7 separate regions of the Mus musculus genome follow, and regions 1, 3, 4, 5, 6 and 7 are each linked to region 2. A link is a contact called in public HiCAR-type and promoter capture Hi-C data. All regions are on one chromosome and are shown on one strand. The core of a region is the stretch at or near the end of the contact, and the rest is flanking DNA. Distances in the headings are between cores, read along the strand shown. Region 1 holds the start of Rab3gap2 (RAB3 GTPase activating protein subunit 2). Region 2 holds the start of Trp53bp2 (transformation related protein 53 binding protein 2). Region 3 holds the start of Eprs (glutamyl-prolyl-tRNA synthetase). Region 4 holds the start of Bpnt1 (3'(2'), 5'-bisphosphate nucleotidase 1). Region 5 holds the start of Ahctf1 (AT hook containing transcription factor 1). Region 6 holds the start of Mark1 (MAP/microtubule affinity regulating kinase 1). Region 7 holds the start of Cnst (consortin, connexin sorting protein).

What was found. Promoter capture Hi-C pulls out the DNA fragments that hold promoters and counts their contacts. HiCAR-type assays count read pairs that join an accessible place to other places.
Region 1: a contact with region 2 is called in a promoter capture Hi-C map of pre-B cells, with 7 times the contacts expected there. The contact joins the promoter of Rab3gap2 here to the promoter of Trp53bp2 in region 2. A contact is called at or near these places in 5 of 39 promoter capture datasets (embryonic stem cells, hippocampal neurons, liver and 1 more) and 1 of 115 datasets of contacts at active chromatin or transcription factors (astrocytes).
Region 3: a HiCAR-type map of astrocytes shows a contact between it and region 2, with 5 times the contacts expected there. The contact joins the promoter of Eprs here to the promoter of Trp53bp2 in region 2. A contact is called at or near these places in 4 of 39 promoter capture datasets (embryonic stem cells, hippocampal neurons, liver and 1 more) and 1 of 115 datasets of contacts at active chromatin or transcription factors (astrocytes).
Region 4: a contact with region 2 is called in a promoter capture Hi-C map of pre-B cells, with 3 times the contacts expected there. The contact joins the promoter of Bpnt1 here to the promoter of Trp53bp2 in region 2. A contact is called at or near these places in 4 of 39 promoter capture datasets (embryonic stem cells, hippocampal neurons, liver and 1 more).
Region 5: a promoter capture Hi-C map of pre-B cells shows a contact between it and region 2, with 4 times the contacts expected there. The contact joins the promoter of Ahctf1 here to the promoter of Trp53bp2 in region 2. A contact is called at or near these places in 1 of 39 promoter capture datasets (pre-B cells) and 1 of 484 Hi-C or Micro-C datasets (CD8 T cells).
Region 6: a contact with region 2 is called in a promoter capture Hi-C map of embryonic stem cells, with 15 times the contacts expected there. The contact joins the promoter of Mark1 here to the promoter of Trp53bp2 in region 2. A contact is called at or near these places in 2 of 39 promoter capture datasets (embryonic stem cells and hippocampal neurons).
Region 7: a contact with region 2 is called in a promoter capture Hi-C map of pre-B cells, with 8 times the contacts expected there. The contact joins the promoter of Cnst here to the promoter of Trp53bp2 in region 2. A contact is called at or near these places in 1 of 39 promoter capture datasets (pre-B cells) and 3 of 115 datasets of contacts at active chromatin or transcription factors (astrocytes, large pre-B cells and thymic regulatory T cells).

What each region holds. Positions count from the first base shown.
Region 1 is chr1:185,202,614-185,205,577 of GRCm38.p6, forward strand. It overlaps Rab3gap2 (RAB3 GTPase activating protein subunit 2), which reads left to right and starts at 1,555. Exons shown (of 35, transcript NM_001163754.1): 1 at 1,555-1,740. The coding sequence starts at 1,629.
Region 2 is chr1:182,407,426-182,410,549 of GRCm38.p6, forward strand. Trp53bp2 (transformation related protein 53 binding protein 2) reads left to right here and starts at 1,742. Exons shown (of 18, transcript NM_173378.2): 1 at 1,742-2,025. The coding sequence starts at 1,999.
Region 3 is chr1:185,361,659-185,364,651 of GRCm38.p6, forward strand. Eprs (glutamyl-prolyl-tRNA synthetase) reads left to right here and starts at 1,386. Exons shown (of 32, transcript NM_029735.2): 1 at 1,386-1,585. The coding sequence starts at 1,540.
Region 4 is chr1:185,330,707-185,333,637 of GRCm38.p6, forward strand. It overlaps Bpnt1 (3'(2'), 5'-bisphosphate nucleotidase 1), which reads left to right and starts at 1,453. Exons shown (of 9, transcript NM_011794.3): 1 at 1,453-1,557.
Region 5 is chr1:179,802,750-179,805,808 of GRCm38.p6, forward strand. It overlaps Ahctf1 (AT hook containing transcription factor 1), which reads right to left and starts at 1,266. Exons shown (of 36, transcript NM_026375.2): 1 at 604-1,266.
Region 6 is chr1:184,997,897-185,000,984 of GRCm38.p6, forward strand. It overlaps Mark1 (MAP/microtubule affinity regulating kinase 1), which reads right to left and starts at 1,653. Exons shown (of 18, transcript NM_145515.2): 1 at 1,526-1,653. The coding sequence starts at 1,576. Gm39728 (a long non-coding RNA gene) reads left to right here and starts at 1,670. Exons shown (of 5, transcript XR_865821.3): 1 at 1,670-1,857.
Region 7 is chr1:179,545,076-179,548,396 of GRCm38.p6, forward strand. Cnst (consortin, connexin sorting protein) reads left to right here and starts at 1,454. Exons shown (of 11, transcript NM_146105.3): 1 at 1,454-1,541. Tfb2m (transcription factor B2, mitochondrial) reads right to left here and starts at 1,201. Exons shown (of 8, transcript NM_008249.5): 1 at 747-1,201. The coding sequence starts at 1,056.

The sequences.
Region 1 (2,964 bases), core at 305-2,804, 2.8 Mb after region 2:
AGAGGAACGCCAGGGCCAAGAAGTGGGAGTGGGAGGGTGGGGGAGTGGGTGGGGGAGCGTGTGGGGGACTTTTGGGATAGCATTGGAAATGTAAATGAAATAAATACCTAATTTAAAAAAAAAGAAAAAAAAGAAAGTAAGCTAAATGGGTTTCAAGAGCTTCATCAGAGACAGAGCAATTTTTTTTTTCATTTACAAAATTAGGATAACACATTCTTTTGAAGTCAGCCATGGTACAGTACACACATATAATCCCAGTGCTTGGACATTGAGGGGAATTGAAGGTTTGAGGCTAACCTGGACTACATGGCTAGACCTTATCTCAAACAATCAAAGAAACAAGACTCCTTGAAGATATTTATGACAGTCTAACTGGGCAAGATATGGAAATGTACTTTCAAATCCAAGTAAAAGACTCAGGTTGGTCTTTAATTTATGTGTATATACTTCAGTAAGTATTTATCAAGGACTCAACTGGGTGCCAGATCCCATGCTAGAGACCAGGTATTTAAGGGGTTAAACGGATCCCCAGTCCTCCAGGAGTCTATAAGGATGGTGCTTTCCTTATCCAAAACCCAAAGGAAAAGTACAGGGTCAGTCTCCCCAGCTCTGTTCTGCCGTGCTGTTTTGTTGTTCTTTCCCGCCTAGCATTCTCTCAGTTTTAGTTAGCTGAGTAAGTAATTGCTTCACTTGGCCTGTGTTAGTCACTAGCTTTTTAGTTCCGTAGGAATGTGTCCCTTTCTGTTCCGAAGCTCTGTGCCTAGAGTGTGGCTGGCACGGAAAACACTAACAAATACTTGTTGGGCGGTTAGATGAACAAACGGATGAAAAGGCAAACGGACGATTACAGAGCACCATTCAATACTGCGCTGGTCCTGTTACTACATCGGGCTTTCACAGAACCGTGGCAACTTATAGATAGGAGTATTTATTTAATACGAGCCCTTAAGGAGCTGCTTTCCATCGCTTTGTTACTTGAGACACTGTTTTTGCATTGTAGCCCAGGATAGTGGCTTCAACAGCCAGAAATTCACCTGCCTCAGACTGAGGTAGGAAGGATTACAGGCATAGGCGCCGCAGACTCTTTTGGGAGTTGGGGTATAGGTGCTGAGGATAGCCTTCCACATTAAAAAAAAAAAAAACAAAAGCACAAACAAAATTACGAAGTTCTCAGGCACCTGCCCACACTCAGCTTAAACCGCCTGATCTGCGAACGATCTAGGTCGTGTCCGTAGAAGCACACCAACAAGATTGTTTGGGTGACTCAATGGCCCCCGCAAAGTTCAATTAGATCACCTTTGGAGGAAGGCCAGAATGACGGGACAAGCTCGCCCAAGAAAGAATGCGGCCAGGCTCCACGTCTAACTCTCCGCCACAAGACCGCGAGTCACGTGTCCGAAGCTGCACCCTCCCTCGGCTCCCGCTCGGCCCGCGCACGCGCAGCTTCGGGGCGTCCCGCGCATGCGTAGCACCCTCCCCTCGCGAGGAGTGCTGACAGCTTCCGGTCTGGCGTCCCCGCCCCCCCAGGGTAGCTGAAGCTTTCGGGGCTCCGTGCTGTCAGCCTTCGGGTGGAGTGGCCCGGGCGTGGCTAGGGACCACGAGCCCCGCGAGGCGGGGTCCCTGCAGCCATGGCCTGCTCCATCGTCCAGTTCTGCTCCTTCCAGGACCTGCAGTCCGCGCGCGACTTCCTATTCCCTCACCTGCGGGAGGAGACCCCCGGCGCCCTGAAGAGGGACCCGAGTAAGTGTCCCGGCGACCGGGACGCGGCTGCAAGCCTCCCTTCCCTCGGCGTCCCGTCTCTCTCAGCCTCAGCCTTTTGCGTCTCCTGTCCTGTCGCCTGTCTGTCACCGCTCCCCACCCCCTCCTTCCCAGTCCCAGCTCCACGTCTTCTCCCTATGCACACCACCTGCTCAGAGATAGCATCCTCCGTCCCAGTCCCTGCCTAATGTCAGCCCTCCACCCTGTGCTTGTTCCAACTCCCATCCTTCTCCATTTCTGGCACTGTATGTAGCCTTTGCTCTGCCCCTTCAAGAGGTGCTTAGCATCCCCACCCTCTTCCATCTCTTTTCTGTCATTCAGATTTACGGAATAAATGGCCGATTGGCAAGTGAAGGGTTTTTAAGGTGGTGAGTAAACTGCCAAGTAAGAAAAGTAACCTCTTAGGAAGTGAGGAGAATCCAGGGTAGGAACTAAAATTACAGCCACATGGTCGAGAAAAGTTAATTGGCGTCTATTGAGGTGAGAAACAGCGCCTGTTATTACCATCAAACAACGTTAACAAGCCCTACTTCATGAATATAAATCCCAAAGCTGCTTACTAAATGCTGCGTATTACCTGAGGATTTTATTATATGCTCCTTTATTTCTCCTTTTGAAAGAGGGTATCTTACTCTGCTTTCTTTATTTTTAATATGAAAATCACTTTGCTCTGTAGACCCAGTAATAATTTTTAAAAAACCACTCTCCTTTTCACTATTTAGAAGCTATCCCAGGGCACTAGGGAGATTCTGCTTCCTAGTAGGGTCTGTCTGAAAAGTAATGTTTGAAAATATCAAATATGGGAGGAACTAGGGATGAATAGTTTGTACCAGTCATTGCTGCTCCCTACCACTTAAGTTTGGTAGTTTCCGTCTGGTAGCACTATGATTCACTGGTAATGTCACGTGTGAGTGAGGGTGCTCTAACATGATAGATGGCTTGACAGGCGCGTGTGTTGAGAGAGAAAGAAGGCCATATCTGAAATGCTTGTGGAGACGTCCAACACTTGGTATGGCAGCTGGAGTCAAGGTGATAATTAGTTAAGGGTGAAGTGTGGTTTCAGTCTATAGAATGCTAACTGTTGTGTCGTGGACTCGCTACTGACGAGAACCTTAGGAAGAGACTGAAGTTGGGGAGTCTTGTAAGGGTTCTTGGGGAGATGGGAGAGAGGGGCACCAGGTGATGGAAATGTCTCAGAAGCTGAAG
Region 2 (3,124 bases), core at 492-2,991:
TTTTTTTTTTCTTGTTCTTTTCTTTTTTTCTTCTGGGTGACTGTATGTAGACTGGTTTTATTGTCCATTCAGCTTTGTTTTGTTCATTGATGGATCCACAGTACTTAGAAGACCTACAGTATTTTGATACATTTTACTGAGTAAGTCAAGGTGTGGACTTCCTTTACTTAACCCAGGGTAATTCTAGTTGTATCAGTTTTAATTTCATGTTTAGATAGAGTAGCTGGGATGATAGAGTAGCTGGGATGATGTTAACTGGGAGTTGGATGATTCTTTTTTTTGGGTAAGGGATATGTTAAAATAAAAAAATAATTATTCTTTTATTTGTTGTTTATTTATTTGGAGACAGAGCATGTAGCCCAGGCTGGCCTCAGACTCTTGATACGTCCTGCCTCAGCCTTCTAGTGCTGGGACGACAAACAATAAGTGCTCATTCTTTCTGTTGTGCTTTGTATTAAAACCAGGAGTTTATTCATGTTAAACACTCTATCACTAAACTATGTCTGACTCCAGGGACCCCCCCCCCCCCGTTTACATTTTGAGACCTATTCTGCTAAAGCTGCCCTGGGAACCCTTAAATTTGGGATTTTCCTGCCTCAGCATTCTGAGTACCTGGGGATATAGATCTGTGCCACACACAGGTCAATTTATATTTAATTTTTATAAAAGTGTCATTTGAGGTAAGGTCTTACTCTTTCAGCTCAGGCTGGCCTGGAACTCACTGCAATTCTCCTGGCTCAGCCTCCCAAGCGCTGAGATTACTAGTGCACGCTACCACATTCAGCTGGCTCCATTCTTGAAGCTGTATACATTCTGGTGCTTCATTTCATTTCGTTTTGGGGACTCTTCTGTCCTCTGATTCCAAATGAGCTTGCACGGGTTACTTGACGTGAAATGAGCTTCGTGGAGTTAGTGTTCCTGAAGCCTATGTCTCTCTGGATAATGGACTCGACTATCTGCCTCCCTATCAAAGCGAACTACTGCCAATTTCCCAGCGTGAGCTTCGACGGCTCCAAAAAATGGTCCTTGTGTTAAAAGTGTTTACAGGTCGTGATGAGCTGAAGAGCGCCCCAGAAAGCTGTTTTTACCCATTTTCAAATCCTTTGAGCGTGCTGTTCAAAACACAGGGAACCCCCCCACTTCTCAACACTGAAGGGCTTTTCCCTTCTTACATTATAGAAGTAACAGGCCATTCAGAGGGGGGTCTTGGACATCGCCTGAGGGATGAGGACAAATCCGAGAGCGCCTTCTGTCAGGAACGTGCTCCGGCCCGGCGGACTCGCAGGTCTCCATCTTGTGGGGCGCTCGGATCCCTCAGGGCGCCCTGAGTCAGGTGTGTGAGGCGGCGCCGCCCAGGCCCCTCGGCGTCCGGCGCCTTGTGGCTGGTTCATGGTTCCTAAGGCAAAGGGCTCAACTCTCTTGAGCAACTCGGAACCGCCAAGGAGGTGAGGGACACAGCCCTGGGCTCCATCCCCGCGTTTTACGATTATTGTTCTCCTGCGGCGCCGCCCTCCCGTGCCTTGGCTCCGCCTGGAGGCGCGTTCAGGAGCAGCTCCGCCGCCTGCATCTTCCTCCCTCGGAGCAAAGGTTCCCGCCCCCTCTGGCACCGCCCCCAGCATCTGCGCATGCGCCTTCGCCGCCCGGTTGGCGCTCCGCTCCCCCTTACCTCAAGCCTTGGGGCGCGCCGCGGGCGGGGCTTCGTGGGGGGCGGGGCCAGCGCGCCTCGGTGGGGGCCCGGCCGGGATTAGTTGGTTTCGGCGAGAAGGAGGAGGAGGAGGTGGGAGTCGCGAGCGCCGAGACAAAGCCGCGTCCCGGAGACGGGCGAGGGGATTGGGCCCCGGACTCGGTGGCGTCCCGGTCCGCTGAGGGGACTCCAGCGCCGCTGCCTCGCAACAGGTCGGCCGCCGGGCGCGCGGCCTCGTTCTCGCTTGGCTTCCCCGGGCCCGCGACCCTCGGGTCACTTCTGCTCGGCCAGGCCGCCGCCAGACCCCCGCTTCCATGCGGTTCGGGTCCAAAATGATGCCGGTAAGCGGGTGGGCGTGCTGGGGCCCGGAAGTGTACAGGGCGGGGGGGCCGGGTCAGCGGAGCCGGTGGAGCTTCGGGCTTCGAGGCTCTGAGGCTCCGTCCCTCTGGGTCCCCGCGACGGTCGCGATGCTGCCCCGCAGGCAGTGCGGCAGCCCGGGCCGCTGCTCCAAACTTTGCTTCTCGGATGAGACCTTTGGGGAAGCTTGTTTTGAAGGTCAAGAGCCGGGGAACCTTGTTCTTAGCCTATTTCTTTGAATTGTTTTGAGGCTTTTTACTGAAGTGAAGCATAGCGCTTGAAAAGGCTTGCCTTTCTTTTTCTTTCTGCCAGTTTTTTTTTTTTTTAACTTGAATTTCGATCTGATGTTGGTGATAGCAGCCATGTCACCCTATCTATCTCTTTGTGGAAACAGGTTTTAGTAAATGCAGCCTTGAAAGTTTTAGTTCAGAGGAAAACTTCAGTGCCCCGCTCCCCCAGCTTTTTTTCTGCAAGACCTCTAAGAAAGATGAGTGAATTCTTTTGGCATCTGACTTGGCCAGCGTCACAGGTGACTTGCAGGTTGAATGGAGGTGTTTCTGAAAAGCCCCCTTAGCAAGCACAAGATCTGACTGGTTATGGTGGCTCCTGCAGCCGTGTATTTATTTCCTCGTGGGTGTTGTATTTGTTCTCCTCTCAAGCAGGATTAATCGCAGTCAACCTAAGTCCTTTTTTAAAAAATAATTTTTATATATTCTTTGAAAGGTCACGTATTTTAGCCATATCCATCCCTAAACCCCTCATCAACTCACGTTCTTATCGCATCACTTGTTTAAGAAAACAAAACGATAAAAACTTAAAACAACTTAATTTTTTTGCTTTTATAAAATCCAAGAAAGAGTGTTAAAATTTGTGTTTCAATGTTCTATTTTGTTTTGGTTTTTTTGTAATTACACGTGCAGAATATACTATACTGTCTCTTTGCCCCTTTGCGTTGTGGAGGGTGTTCCTAAATTTTTCTAGGTTGGACACATATATAATATTTTGGTTATTAGGTTATTAGGTGGCTTGGGATGGTTACAATTGCTAAGAGTCAAGAAATTTGGAATTACTAGCATTTTGTAA
Region 3 (2,993 bases), core at 136-2,635, 3.0 Mb after region 2:
TAAGTAGGCATCTTTCAGGGGGGTTTCTAATCCAAATTCTCTGTGATGCATGTGTTTGCCCAGGGCATTTTCCAAAAGTTCAAGTTCAAGGTGCAGGCGAGATTTCAGAAGCAGTACATATTTACCCTTACCTTCCAATAGCCTCAGGAATGTGCCAATGTTTTCATGTAACTATAGGGTAGCTATTTCTTTGGGTCCCTGCCTCTGAACCAGCATTTATACACAGCCATTTTGCAGCCGGCAAGGTACTTCTATTACAAAGGAATGAAAGAAGGCACCAGCCAGTGCACTTAATGCCATTTTGTTTCTTCTCTGACTCAATCCCCTACCCCCAGTCATACTCTTCTCTAATTACCTTGGATTCCAGAAATGACAAGACAAGTCTATCATGAAGACCTCCTCAGAGGCAGCCACTATGATTCAAAGTTGGAGTTTACTATGTGATTTTTTTTTTTTTTAAAGCATGGGAGTTGACAGGTGCTCCAAAGAGGACGCATACCACAGTCACACTTCATGGTCTTAGCAAGAACACTGAAGTTATTATTTTTAAAGGTTATTAAGGAATTTGGTCATGGGCTGTTCCTGAATTGTTCTTTTGTTTCCACTGTGAACACAAGTTAACTGTTGTGAGGTTCGCAGACCATCCTTAAGCTCACATACGCGTAGGCCTCCAGCCTGAATTATTATTATTGGTTTTTTGAGACAGGGTTTCTCTGTATAGCCTGAATTATTATTAACCCTCTCATTTGAAGATGCTTCTCTCTAAAACAGACAAACAAAACCCCCAAACATTGTCAATATTGGCAGGCTTCACTACAGATAGTAACATCTGGAAATCTTGATTCTCAGGGCCAGGAGGCCCAGCAAGCAGGTCCTTTTTCTCTTTGTCCCCATAGTTTTCTGTATTTCTAGCTTGCCTCCTAGATGCTGGGACGTGCACCACACCAAACAATCCTGAAAATATTTCCTTTTAGAGAAGACTGAAGGGAAGCTCCCTTATACCCAGTGTAGCTCGTCGACTTTGTGCATGGATGTGCCACTGCCCCAGAATGGACTAGTCTATCGTCCGCCTGCTTCCCTCACTTTCCGATGGGTCTTAACGGCTGTTCCTTTTCCACAACGGAGTGGCACCTCACGGGTGCCCAGTCCTGCTGCCAAGAGGCAACTGGAGCGTGCGGTTAAGGTGGAGGCGACGCACGGCGATTACGTTCAATAGCGTTCGCCAGACGTCAGTATCCGCGGGCCGGGGACGGGAGAGAGGCTGAAATGTCGTGGGCGCGCAGCGATGACGCACAGAGTAGCCTGCCTTGACCTCTCTGCAGTCGTGGCGCGTGGAGTGGGGCGGAGCGAAGGCTGCCTTGGCGGGCGCATATTTATGACGTGTCGTAGCGTGCGCACCGACTCCGGCGGTGGCGGCCCGTGGGGAGGAGTCAGGGCTGCGGTGCCTTCGGTCGCGCGCACACGTTGCATCTCCTTGCTTCCACCTGAACCCTCGCCGCCAGGAAGGCAGCCCGACGAGTAGACCGCAGCTCCTGGGAGATGGCGGCGCTGTGCCTCACGGTGAACGCCGGAAACCCTCCGCTGGGTAAGGGCGCCGCCGACCCGCGCGGGTTGCATCAGCGCGTGGGTGCGGGGCTGGTGCCGCGGCGGTCACGCCGAACGAGCCTCCCGCCCCGGGACGGACGGGCCTGTTCTGCTCTGCGGGGAACCCAGCCCCGCGTGGCCCCGGCCTCTGTCCGCTCGGGGCGCCGTCTCCCGAGGCCCGCTGTCCCGGGAGTGGGGGGACAGGACCAGAGCCCCGCGGGGAGACACGAGACTATGGCTGCGACTCTGCCAGGGTCCCAAGTGGCTTTTGAAGTGGAATTAAAACCCCAACTGTCTGTCCGGCCCGTCCTTTTAATGCGATCTAGGAACCTCCCGCCCCTTCCCCACCTCTCAGGAGATCTGAATTCACTTGCCCCACTTTCCCTTCGGTTGTCGAGTTAAAGGGAGCAAGGTAGACTTTTCTGTCAGCACTTGGAATTTTTACTGAGGCTGCGTTGGCTTGTGGTCGAAGGCTGTAATTACGGAAAGCCGTAGGAACGCTGCGGACTAATGCTACTGGCTGTTTTACTACACACCCCGTGGACGTAGTCCAGGCTCGAGTAAACGTCATCCTACGTTCCATTCGAAATTGATTTTTCAAAGTGGCTAACGCTATTGCTAGCTAGTTTAAAATTTCTGTCTTTTCATTACTTTGGGAAACAACCCAAAAATTTTATCATGTAGACTTGGAAGTACTTTTTCTAATACTCAAAAAGTCAGCCCCTTGAATACAATTGGCCATGTGGGGCTGATGAAATTTCTTGCAACCTCAACTTTGACAGCAGTCTGCGCCTATTGGAGTGAAAAGACATTTATTTATGTATTAATGCGCTGGGAAACAGCTCAGGGAGCTTTGCATTGTAGGCAAGCACTTGACTGTTGAGCCACACTCACCAGCCCTAAAAATAGACTGTAGCAATCGCTTGAAATGTTCTAAAATGATAACATTTTAGCATGTTAGTTCCAGTCTCTGTATGCTAACCTCACAACAAATCCATGAGCCCTGAAAGAAGTAGATGTGATTCTTGGTTTGAAACGGCACTAGGTAGATGATGCTGACCTCGTGGCTAATCCTGGAGGCCTGAGTTCTGCCCGCTGCGGAGTGCAGTTGAGATTCCTTGATTTGTTCTGTAAGGAAGAAGGAAACCTTTCCAGCGCTGGTTGCCAGAATTTAGTGAGACTACAGGAAGAGTTTTTTCACATTTTAGCTGTTCAGTGCATAGCTAAACTATAGGTTTGGTTTTTTTTTGTTTTTGTTCCCCCCCCCCCCCCCCGGAGGGGTGGGGTGTGTGTGTGAGGTTTTTTGTGTTTGTAAAAACTGCCTTGAAAAATCACTGCAGGGGACCATGAAGTCTGTATCCTTAAAACTCAGAATCAAATTCTGCTGGTATTCTGGAAAACACTCTTAA
Region 4 (2,931 bases), core at 203-2,702, 2.9 Mb after region 2:
CAGCCGCTGTCATAGTTGGATGGTCTGAAGCAGCCCCATATCCCCGCATCTGGGATTCAAGCAAAAACATTTGTTTGTCTGTTTTTTTAAAAACAAACAAAAACAAAAAAAACAAAACTCCAGAATTCTCCCTACAAAGATACTGTGAGCTCATGAAAGAGGCATACTTCCCAGAGTGCCGGTGGACTCTGCATCTCAGTGGCTAAGCTAAATCCATGAGAGAGAATGTATCTGTCCGTATTTATGGCAATTGTTACGCCGTTACAATGTAACTACAAAAACTAATGTATGGACTGTTAAGTTTTTTGTTTTGTTTTGTTTTGTTTTGTTTTGTTTTTTGATTTATTTATGTGTATGAGTCTTTGCCTGGGTGTATTTATGTGCACCATTTGTGTGTCTGGTACCAGAGGAGGTCAGAAGAGGTTGTGGAGCACCATGGAACTAGAGGTTTGGATAGTTGTGAGCCTGTGCTGGGAACCAAACCCCAGTGCTCTGGAAGAACGTGTGCTCCAAACTGCCTGCTGAGCCATCCCACCAGCATCCAGTGTACGGCTTTAGAGGGTGTGTGTTGTAGACATTTTTACCACACCTGAAAGGTATGTCTAAATACAGAGTAAATGAAATAAACTAAAGAAGTCTTTCCCAGGGCTGGAGAGGTGGCTCAGCTGTTAAGAGCACTGACTCCTCTTCCAGAGATCCTGAGTTCAATTCCCAGCGACCACATGGTGGTTCACAACCATCTGTAATGGAATCAGATGCCCTCTTCTGGTCTGTCTGAAGATAGCTGCAGTGTACTCATATACATAAAATAAATAAATTAAAAAAAAAAAGTCTTTCCCAATCCTAGCGATATGTAAGTGGTGTGTGTGGACATTTCTCGCTGGGCTGGTGAGAATAGGAGTGTGTAGTACAGGAAAAGCTGAGGTAGGACTGCCAAGAATTCGAGGCCTGCCTGAATGATACCGTGTGTGTGTTTATATGAATGTATATGAATATATGCATGTATATGAACAAATATATATTAACAAATATATATGAACAAATAAGTTATGGTTTGCCTCTATTAACTAAGGTTTGAGAGTCGCAGAAAACACATAAAAACAAAATCTTTTTATTATTATCCTCATAAAATAACGGCATGAGAAATTTTTTAAGGGAAAAAAAAAAAGTGTTGCTTTTATCAAAAGAATCCCACAAAGGCAACTCACTAAAAACCAAAGGCAAGCCAGCGTGGTGGCACCTGTGCAGTCGCAGCTAAGTTAGGGGAGAAAACAAGCAAAAACTGTGGCGGTGACGCCAAGATGCCAGAAACCAGCACCCAGGAACGGCCTGGGAACTCAGGCTCTGACGACAAGTAGCGAAAACCTGCGCAGAACGCTCAGAAACGGGTTCCCCCGACAGCCGGGAGCGCGCGGGGACCTGTGTGCGCCTGCGCCGACCTCGCGCACGCGCAGCCGCTGTCCTTCTCACAGCATTGGACCAGTGGACTTGGAGGCAGCCGGTTCCCGGACAGCGAGCCACCAGGCCGGACAGCGCTTAGGGGACACCAGGCTGAGTGTAAGTTTCTCCCGCTGCAACGCAGAGGCTCAGGCGGCCCTGGTTTCTTGTTGTTCAGGTAACTGCCCACCCCTGGCACAGATTAGAGGAGTGCCAGGGGTTGTAATCCCAAACACTACACTGCTACACTGCTCGTCGTTCAGACGCTTCTAGAAGCTTGAGTGGCCACATGTGGTTGTCTATCTGGACCTTCTCTTTCATAGTGGAATAAACTACAGAGTTAAACTTGACTTTCGCATCCGTATTTAGAAACTTCAGAATAGCAAAGATCCTTTCAGTCGTCATTTCTTTGCATCAGTAGGCTGCTGTGATTTATTTAACCAGGAATAGAAGAGCTGCGTCGAACCCATGTATACATTTTGTTTTTGTTGGAGGGCTCCAGTAGGGACACGTTTCCTCGATCCCTGCAGACTGGGCAAACGATTTCGTGTGGCAACCTTAATCACTTCTCAGGCTGGAGGTTTGCATTTCGTTTAAATTCAGTAGACTGAGCATTTCGTGTATTTAGTGATAAGCACCTTTCTCTTTCTGGAAATGGCTTGTCAACTGTTCTTGCCCCAAACAAAACAGCCCAGTTGTTACTGGGGATACAGGACTTTCCTCTCCTGTTATATGGTATGAACTGGCTTTGCTTGTGGCATTTTGGACATGTAGAAGTTTTAATTTCTGTGTAAATGTGTTAATACACTTAGTTTTATGTTTTAATGGCCCTTTTCAAGTTTATAAAGCCATTCCTATACTTCTTGTAGTTTCTACCTTAATTTAAATCTACTAGACTGAGAGAGAAAACTGTTAGACTGGCTTCAAATCCAAGGTACATGTGCTTCCAGCCAGGACTTCCTGGAACATTAAACAACAACAACAAAACCCAGCATTGGCTGTGTGTGTGTGTGTGTGTGTGTGTGTGTGTGTGTGTACAGGTGCCACAGGTGTTTGGGTGGAGGATGGAGGGCTGCTTGCAGGAGTCAGTTCTCTCCTTTCACTGTATTTGAATTCAAGTTCTCAGGCTTAGCGGCAAGCACCTTTACCAGCGGAACCATTTTACCTGGAACGTATTTTAATAAGAATGTAAGAAAGATCCAACTGTTTTTGAAGCTCTACCAGTTGCTATTTGTGTGCGAGTGGCTTTCCTCCTTTTCCTTTCTTTTCTTTTTCCTCTCTCCTTTTTTCTTTTGAGACAGGATCTTGCGGTGTAGCCCACCTCAAATCCAGGATCTTCCTGTGTCTCGTCCCAAGGGCTAGGCAGTGTCATACATTCATCTGCTTCTTTCTTGGATTTAAAATACCACCCTTAGTAGTATGTTTGGATTCATTTCTGGAATTTTACTGAGAGATATTGTTAAGTTGGTAGTGTTTGCCTAGCATGCATGAGGT
Region 5 (3,059 bases), core at 16-2,515, 2.6 Mb before region 2:
GTCAACAAAAACCACCTGTCTCAAAAGGACCATGTGTGTACCTATCAATTCAAAAAGCAGAGTCGACTCTCCAAAAAGTCAACCAAAGGCAAAAGTCATGGGCCTTACAGCTCGCAGATGAGCTCCGGACACGGTTCTCTTAGATGTCCTGGACCAGATCCACTCAGCCCTGTGGCCCGCTTCGCGAGTGAAACTTTTTCCCCCGCCCAGGACTCACCCGAGCCAAGCACAGGACCATGTGGAGCTCACGCCAACGCCGGAGAGACTCGGAGCGCCCGCGGCTGTCCGCGGGGAACGCCCCACAAAGGTCTCCATCGCTCCGCTACACCCTGACGGCCCGGGGTCTCGAGTCAGACTCGTCCCGGGGGGCGGAGATCCCGCCCGCGGGCGCGGGAGACGAGCCCGGAGGCTCGACTCTGCGGCCATGTGCCGGCACCCGCCGCCAGGGTTATGTAACTAACGCCCGAGCGCTGGAACGAGCCGCACCGGTCGCGGCTCGCGGACGCCGCTTCCCCGCGAGGCGGTGCGCCCGGCCTAGGCCCCGGGCCTCGCCGCCCCGGCCGCCCCGCCCTCGGCGCGCGGGCCTGCGGTTCCCCACCCTACCTGAGCCCGCGGGCCAGGCCGCCAAGGGCCCCGGCGTCGCTGCTTCCGTGCGGTCCGTCACAGCATCTCCCGGGAGACACGGCCCGGCGCGCGCCCCGGGCCCGCGGAAGCCGCTTCTCGCTCAGTCTCTCGCCGGTCCCCTCAGGCCCCGGGTGCTCCTTCGCCCAATCCCGGCTTCGAACTCGTCCCACCGCCCGCGCCGCGTCCTCCCCGCTGGCGACTCGACTTACTGGGCTGGCACCGCTCGGGCCGCGCTCTGCGCATTACCCCGGGCGCACTGCCCGAACCCCACACACACAGCCTCTCCGCCCAGGGAAGGATCGTGGCCAGGGCGGGGATCCGATCGCAGATCGCGCTGCGGGGCTCGGACTTCTCGCGAGGGTTCCGGCCTCTGGCGCCGACTCCGCGGGAATTTTCAAACTTTCCCTACTAGGCCTTTCGCAAAGGGAGAAAACCGAGACGACGCCGGGAAGAAAGATTCATTTACGTACAGCAGGGTCTCTCCGCCTCCTAGGAGCAGATAGGCGAAAGACTACAAGTCCCATAGGGCTTTGTGCGCTGGGCGTAGTGTAGGGCGTGTCCGGCTTTGCGGAGCAAGGGCCGGCCTAATCTAGTGGCGGTTCCTGCTGGCAGCCAAGCGATAATCTTTCCGTCTATGACTGCTGCTCTTGCCTCCGTTTTTTCCGTTCTGTGCTCCAACTCTTCAAGGAAACGCACACACACACACAAAACCCAGACTTACTGAGAAACTCTTACTCTCATTTTTTTTTTTTTCTCAAAAAGCAGAGAGTTCAGGTCGCCTAGCCTAATCTTTTGTCATATATCTGACGCTGGGTAATTCTGCTGGCAGAGCTTCGTGCTTGGCATGCACGAAGCTGTAGGTTCCATTATGCCAAACCTATGTTTTCTTTTCGATTTGTTAGTATTGAGAGACGAGGAGTTGGGCAGACCCTTAGTAGACAAACAGGGACATGAGCCATGGCGAATTTCCAAGATGGCCAGCTTTTTTTAACCTCCTGATTTGAGACAAAAACCTGGCAAGCTTTTATCATCTACCTGCAGGTCACCTGCTGATGGACTGGTTCAATAAGTTCAAAGCCTGATTAGAACACGTTACACAACTGTAGTGGACCGATCAACCATCCATCCTTTCTGCCTTCAAACTGACCAACACTAAAGTAGGTCAGGGAGGTTTTAGAGGTTTTACAACCCCCAGGCCTCAAGAAGAGACTGGATTTTTCAGCTTCTCAAATCCCCTCTCTGTTTTGTAGAAGGTCTTTTTCTCTGTGTGTTTACTGCCTGCAATAAACGCCTTTTTAACTGCTAATTCTGCTACTGCTTGTTGTGCTTTGCCTTTTAACTCTTCTAGTCTTAACAGTTCTTTTTTTTTTTTTTTCCTTTCAGTTTGTTCTAGACATGGTTTCTCTGTGTAACAGCCCTGGCTATCTTGGAACTCTCTTAGTAGATGGGGCTGGCCTCAAACTCACAGAGATCTTCTTGCCTCTGTCTCCTGAGCCGTGGGATTAAAGACCTGAACCACCCTTTCATTCTTTTAACTATCAGTGAAAACAGATCCAATCAAGATCCCTAGACTGTATCATTTCTAGACTGTATCATTTCTAGACTGTATCATTTCTAGACTATCATTTGGAGCTCATCTTTGGGCTTTCTTCTGTAGACTATCAGTATCTCTCTTTGAAGCTAGACCCAGCACCAAAGAATTTTCAAACAAATGAAATAGAATGTGTCTTTATTACTGAGTTGTAAGAGCACAGGCAGAATCAGGAGGATCTCTGTGCGTTCAAGATCAGCCTGGTCTCCATAGTCGTTCCAAGGCTACATAGAGAAACCCTATCTCAAACAAACAAACAAACAAACAAACAAACAAACAAACAGAAGGGGGAAGAGAGAAGGAGAAGACATTAGTAGACTGCTTTAATCAGGAAAGCCTGTCTCTACTACTCTCTCTCTCTGCACAATTTTTGAGATAAAGCTGCCTCTTAGAAATAAACTGTTTATCTTTGTGACTTTTTCTTTATTCACTGCAAGATGTAAAAGTGTGCTAGTTTGCGCAAGGTATTATTCTAAATTGTGAGAGGAAGAAGTTAGACAAGATTTTGCAGTAAGTGTTGTGTGGTCTGGTTCTGTTTTGCTGGTAGTGAATGGGGTGTGTGAAGACTGTCTCATGTGCACCATTGGCCTTAAACTCAGTGTGTAACTGAGGATGACAGTCAGGGCTGGGGTTACAGGCATGCACCCCTTTCCCAGTTTTAGGTGGTTCTTAGGATCAAATTCGAGGCTTCATGAACGCTAAACAAGTACTCTACCAACAGAACTACATCCCCCATCCCTCTTTCTTATGAACTAATTTTCTGTTTTCAAACAGAAAACCTGCCTTTGTCCTACACCCATGTTAGTTTCCATCCCTGCCTGCCTTCCTCTTCTGTCTATATTCC
Region 6 (3,088 bases), core at 403-2,902, 2.6 Mb after region 2:
GTTCTTAATAATAAATCTTTACCTTTGAAAACCTACCGCCACCAAATTCTTTACCCTTTCCTCCAACCTCCTTTAGCCTTTCAGTGAAAATTATGCAGCCGTGTCATCTCTAAGACAACAGTCACGGTGCAAACTGAGCAACAAGGTACGACGGTGGTGACAGCCCTGGTGTCTTCATCATTTCAAGTGTAGGACACAGGAGAGGACAAAGCATTCCCATACAATTTCCTAGTTCTTCTAACAATGGTCTCTGTAGAATTGTGTTCTTATCCCTTCAAATAAATATAGTACATGCAAACCCTACTCTCTAGATAAAACACCCATGTTTGTGCCTCATTTGCCCCTTCGAAAAGCGAGCCTGCCTGTCTCTCCTCCCCTATCTTTTGTCTCAGAACACCAAAGCACTTGAGTATTTTTACTTTACAATCCCTATGAAGTCACTGGTACATTAAGCACTGGAGGACCGATGAGGGGCGTAGACACCCAGAGAGCTCTCTGGTCGGCCACGCAAAGCCTAGAACCCCCTAGTTCCTTAAAACTTGTCAGCAATCAGGCCAGACCCTCTGGAGCCTCCGGGCCCCTTGGCAGGTCGCGGAGAATTTTAAAAACAACAGTGACAGAAAGCCACCTTTCCTGCAAAGGAACCTGCACACACATATAAACACAATCGTCCGTCTCAGAAGATGAAATTACAATTGGCCTTTCTCTTGGTTTTGTTAGACTTCAAATACGGCGAGTGAACATCTCAATCTTGATTTAAAAACAAAAAAAAAAAAAAAAAAAAATTAAACCAAACCAAACTAAACAAAGAAGCTCCTGAGGGCAATTTGATCAGACACAGAAAAATCCTGCCTTCAAAGAAATGTGCCTTGTGACACTCTGAGGAGAAGTACTTAAAACCTGTCCCTGAGTCACGAACACTGGATTGAGGAAGAGAAGAAGACAGCTGGCTTCTTGGGGTTCTTAAATCTTTTCTTTCTCACCTTGGGGCTACAGAAGCTGTAAGTGAAATCTTCCACTCTTCACTGAGAGTATTGCAGTGACATAAAGTCACACACACACACACACCCCTCTACTTCACTGCCCTCTTTATCCCTAAGGTGCCCGTGCCCCCCCCCACCCCCCAATGTGGACCTGATGTTACAAAAAGCAAAGTCATGGGGCAATGCGGGGGTGGGGTGGGGTGTATGTTTGCAAAGGACTCAAAAAAATCCAGAAAAGCAAAGGGCTGAAAGATCCCAGGACAGCCGAGGTGTAAGAGGTTCGGCTGGCTCGTGGGCTGCAGCCAAGCAAGCATCCATTCACTCGAGTGGGGGGCTGGGGGCGCGACCAGAATGTTGGGGTGCTCACGAAGCCACTCTGGACGCCCACCCTCTGCCCTCCATCACCCTCCGCATCCCCTCAGGCAGGACCCCCTCCGAGCAGAGGGCCGCCCCGGGGCTCCCCGCGTAGGGACGGGAAGGACGGGGAAGGGGGTCAGGCCGGGCTCGCCCAGGTAGCCGCGCCGGAGGCTCGGGAGACTCACGTTCTCCGTGTCCCGCTCGTTCACCGTGGGCAATGGCGTCCGCGCCGACATCTTGCGCGGGCAGCGGGGTCGAGCGGGGGGTCCGGCGGGTCGCGGGCCGCGGAGGGCTTCGGCGAGGGCGGGCGCGCGCGAGCAGGCCGCGCCGGGGAGCGCGCGGCTCCCGCAGGCCGCGGGGCGGGAAGGCGGGCGAGGACGCGGGGACCGAGCCGCGGGGACGCCGGTCGGGCGCGGAGGGCCGCGGCGGGCTGAGTGGAGAGCGGGCGCCCCGGAGCTGCCTCAGCGCGGCGCCCGGCGAGCGCGGCCCTGACAGCGCCTCCCGCACGCCGCCTCAGGTGAGCGCCGCCGCCGCCGCCGCCGTCGCCGCCGCCGCTGCCGCATCCGCGCCGGGCCCCGCGGCCCCGAGCCCGCGCGCCGCTCCGCGCCGTCCCCGCCGCGATCAGCCGGAGCCCTCGGCGGCCGGAGCCGGTGCGCGCGGAGCGGCGGGCGCGGCACGGCACGCAGCGCCCCGAGGCTCTTGGCGGCCGCCGCCGGGTGGGCGGGCGCCAGCCGAGGGGCCTCTCCATTCATTCCCTCATTAGGGATGCGGGGCCGCCTCCGCCCGCCGGGCCGGATTTCATTAGTGACTCGCCCCACCCGCGGATCAGCCTGTCCCCTCAGAACCTCCGGCGGGCGTCCTGCGATTTGATGTTGATTCTTGTGTGGCTTTTAAACCGGCACTGGGGACACATGGGGTTCGTGCGAATAGAGAACGATCCCCCTCCTTCCTCCTTTTTTATGTATTTTTTTATTTGTTTCACTGGAGGGAGCATTGGGTACCATCCATCCTACTCTCCACTTGGCCCATCCTTAAATTCTCCTCTGGTTTAATTCCTGGTTTTCTTCGAGCCTTCCTTCAGCATCCTTCTGCCCTGAGGTGTTGTTCAGGGGCAGGCGTGGACAAAAGGCACAAAAGCCTCATGAAAGGAGCTGGCCCAGAAAGCATGTGGAAGAGGGCTCCCCGCACCCCACAGCATCCCTGGAGTGGGTGAGACTTGATGTCTACAGTGGCTGATCGTCACTTCCTGGGATACAAGGAAGTGTCACTTAGGCTACTTATTCAGAGAGAGTAAGAAGGCTGTCTCTGTGGTCTGTCTGGAACTCTTCCTTCCAAAAGGCTGCTTTGCCTTTCCCTCCACCTGCCACTCCAGGTCCTGGGCATATTTGTCCCCATGCAATGTTGTCATTCTTACTCTGATATTTTGCACACTTGGCCTCTAGGATAAAACTTTACCATCTCCCTATTCCTTTTCTTTCTTCAACCTCAAATGGGAATCTTGGGATGATGGGAAACTCCTCTTTCCCAAATGCATCCATTTGAGGAAGAATTCCTGTGCCAGATGGTTTTTATCCTGACTCATTAAAAGTTGTTTCTGAAAACTTAACACTTGACCCTTAAAACATGGGCCAGAAGAACCTAAAAATAGCAAACCCATATCTTGAGGGAATACACACACACACACACACACACACACACACACACACACACACACCGTATGTAGTCGCTTCTAGAACACGAGCTGCATA
Region 7 (3,321 bases), core at 204-2,703, 2.9 Mb before region 2:
CTGTCTGTCTCTCTCTCTCTCTCTCTCTCTGTGTGTGTGTGTGTGTGTCTTTCTCTTCCTCTATTTTTAAGACAGGATCTCACTGTGTAGCTCTGGCTGTCCTGGAATTCACTCTGTAGACCTCGATGGCCTCCAACTCACAGATCAGTCTGCCTCTTGCTGGGATTAAAGGTGTGTGCCATTGCATCCGGCCACAGTCACTTTCAAAGTCGACTTTACACAAGCTTCAACGACACAATGTTTCCAGATAACATTCTTTTTGCATATAGAAAACTATGATTAGGCAGTTACCTTGAACCCACAACATCTCAACAGGTAAGCTGTACAGCCTTCTGTCTGTCAGTGACAGCAACACTTACTGTCCTAACAAATGTCACTATTTCCTAGAAGAAAAACAAGTATATAAGATAGTATGTAAGATTGCGACTACCTCTTACTCACGGACTATTTGAATGTTTAGCCATAAAAATTACTGTCAAGTCTAAACGAAATGACTGTCAGTAAGAAGTGATGCTTAAGAAAGAAAAAAATACAATTCAGGGTCAATGAGAACGCTCAGAGGGCAATGGCGGTTGGCGTAAAGCCTGAACACTTCGTTTCAATCATTGAGATCACAAGTGTAGGGCGAGAACTGACTCTCGCTAAGTCGTCTTCTGACCTAAACACGCGCGCATACACAATAAACAAACACTAATTTAGGATATTGGGCACGTAAACGCTAAGGGCAAAGCTTCTGTTCAACTCACCTGGATTGCACTCTAGTATAATTTGACGGGATGGGTTTTGGTGCTCCAGCAGGTCCCGTACCAGGTTCCTGGCCGCTTTCTTACATGCTATGTGACGCGTAGGCTCCGATCGATTCCTGGATGTCCACGGGGACGACTCCTCCAAATCAGAATCAGGCAACGGCTCTATATTGAAGTCAGAGAAGCCGCGGCGGTTCCTCGTTTGCCAGTCCTTCCGCGTCGCCGCTCCGGACCCTAGAATGCAAGATGGGCCGCGGGCCAACGCTGACAGCGCGATCCGCGGGGGAAGCCGCATCGCCGGTCCCCTCATCCTCCTCTAAAGTCCACCTCAAACACCAGTTAAGGTAGCCTCTGCGAAGAACGCAGAGCACCCCATCACACGTGCACACATTTCACCACCACACTAGGCCGGGCGGAAGTAAACATTACGAATGGCGCATGCGAACGACCTAGCCTCAGTCCTTTGCTCACTCGCTTCCGCTTCCGCCTAGGCTCCGCCCCCAGGCTCCTGTGCGTGGACTCTCCGGGTGTGTCCGTGCTGGAACTCTATGGTCGCCCGCCCTCCGCACTTCCTCTCTAGCCGCGGTCTCGCACTCTATGCTCCTCGGTCCGGCCGCCAGCCGGGAGGGTTGCGCAGAGGGAGGCGGGGCGGGAAGGCTAGAGGTGTCCGATCCTCCAGTGCCGCGGGAGACCCGAGCCGGCGGTGTGACAGCTCGTCGGCCGCCATGTCAGCGCGCGGGGCTGGAAACAGACCCGGCGCCCGGCGGTAGCCCTTGCATTGCCTCGGATGCCCAGGTAAGACCAGCAGCCCGGCTGCAGGGGATCAGCCGGCTGGCGGCGACCGCCGAGCTGTGGGGAGTCGCTGGCTCCTCCCCGGGCGCTGTCCTCCCCGGAGTTGCAGCGGGTCCCTCTCGCATCCGCCCCCTCTCGGATCTCCTGTTTTCCCCGCTTTTCTGCGGGTACGCGGTTGTCGCGCGTCGCGCCAATTTCTCCGCGCGCGCTCCCCTCCCCGGGGACCCGGCAGCTTCTACTCCGCGTCGGTGTCTCTGTTCGGTGGCCCGTCGCCTGTGCCAGCTTCCCTGCGGGTAGCTTTTATTTGCCCCCATATACCTTCTTTCCCCTCCACAGCTACCTCTTTGGTTGTCAGGAACCGCCGAGTGCCTCCCTTCTTTCCCTCCCTGTGGGCCAAGATTTACCTTTTCTTTTTAATATGCATGTTTGCAAGACTGAAATTTCAGGCTGAAAAATTTTAATATTTGAAAGCTTAAAATTCCTTCCCATGTTTAAAAGGATTAAAGCCTTAGGAAGCTTCCTTATTCTCTGTGTAAACTTAGTTAAGCACATTGTACCGTAGAATGCAATTTAAAAGGCCGATTGCAAAGACTAAAAATAGGATACTCTAATGGGAATTTTGGCAGTGTTAGAAGATCCTTTTCTTTGAGAGTGATTTCGGTGTTTGGGGATCGTACTCAAAGCTTTGCCCATTATCCCTTCCATCAAGGCTGGAAGCTGCGGCCAATCAACTTCTTAGTTTAAAATATGTACAATCCTTTCTGCTTACTCTGCTGGCAGCATAATTGAGCTTGGCATATAAATGCACAAGGAAAGAGTTTCTCAGGAATGTGTCACCTGCCAAGTAGCCTCAAGATTGCCCTTAGCTAATGAAACTCTAGGGCGGAAAGAATTGACACCTGAAGATGGCCTTTTTTGCATGGTAAGTTAGTACACTGCAGAAGCTATTAACTGTTGTTCACTGATCTTGATTTTGTTAAGTTTTTGTTTTGTTTTTTAACATCCTTTCTTTATTGAAATTATTCTTCCCAGGCATGGTGGTAAAAGTCTGTGCTCCTGGCATTCAGGAGGCTGATTACCCACCAGTTGGAGGCCAGCCTGGGATGCATAGAGTTCAGGGCTAGTTTAGGATATAGTGAAACCATGTCTCAGGAAAAGAAAAAAAGCAAAGGTGACCCCCCCCCATTGGCATTTTGATAAACTCAGAAGGATTCTAGACTTGCACCCCTCCCCAGAGCTATATTTTAACAATTGAATATGGCAGAATGATTTTTATAATTTTTATTAATTAAATAATTAATTAACTTTACCTCACGATCCTTGCCTCCCCTGCCTCCTCTCCTCCCAGTCCCTCCCTCAGAATGATTTTTAAAAAATATCAGAGCAATAACAAAATTTACTTACCCAGTATATTCTTGAGTTTTTCATTTTTAAAATAAGCCTCTTAAGGCAAGGGGATTGTAGCTCAGTGGTAGACCACTTCGCACGTATAAGGCCCTGAATTCCAGACCTAGCACCATTTTTAAAAATTTCACAATGCCTGTGGACCACAGCCTACTCAGTCCAAGGAAACTTGGGGCAGGGTTTATTTTCCTTTTGAGTGGTTGGCGTTAGGAAAGTTATATTTATCATTGTCCTTCTTTGTTAGGGGTCAAAGCCTGGGCTTTGCACACGCGCTGGGCGAGTGCTCTGCCCTGGAGCTACCTCCCCAGCTCCCTGTTTCTGTTTGTGTATGTGGTATGCATGTGTGTGCCTGTGTAGTGTGATGTCACGTGACTGTCAC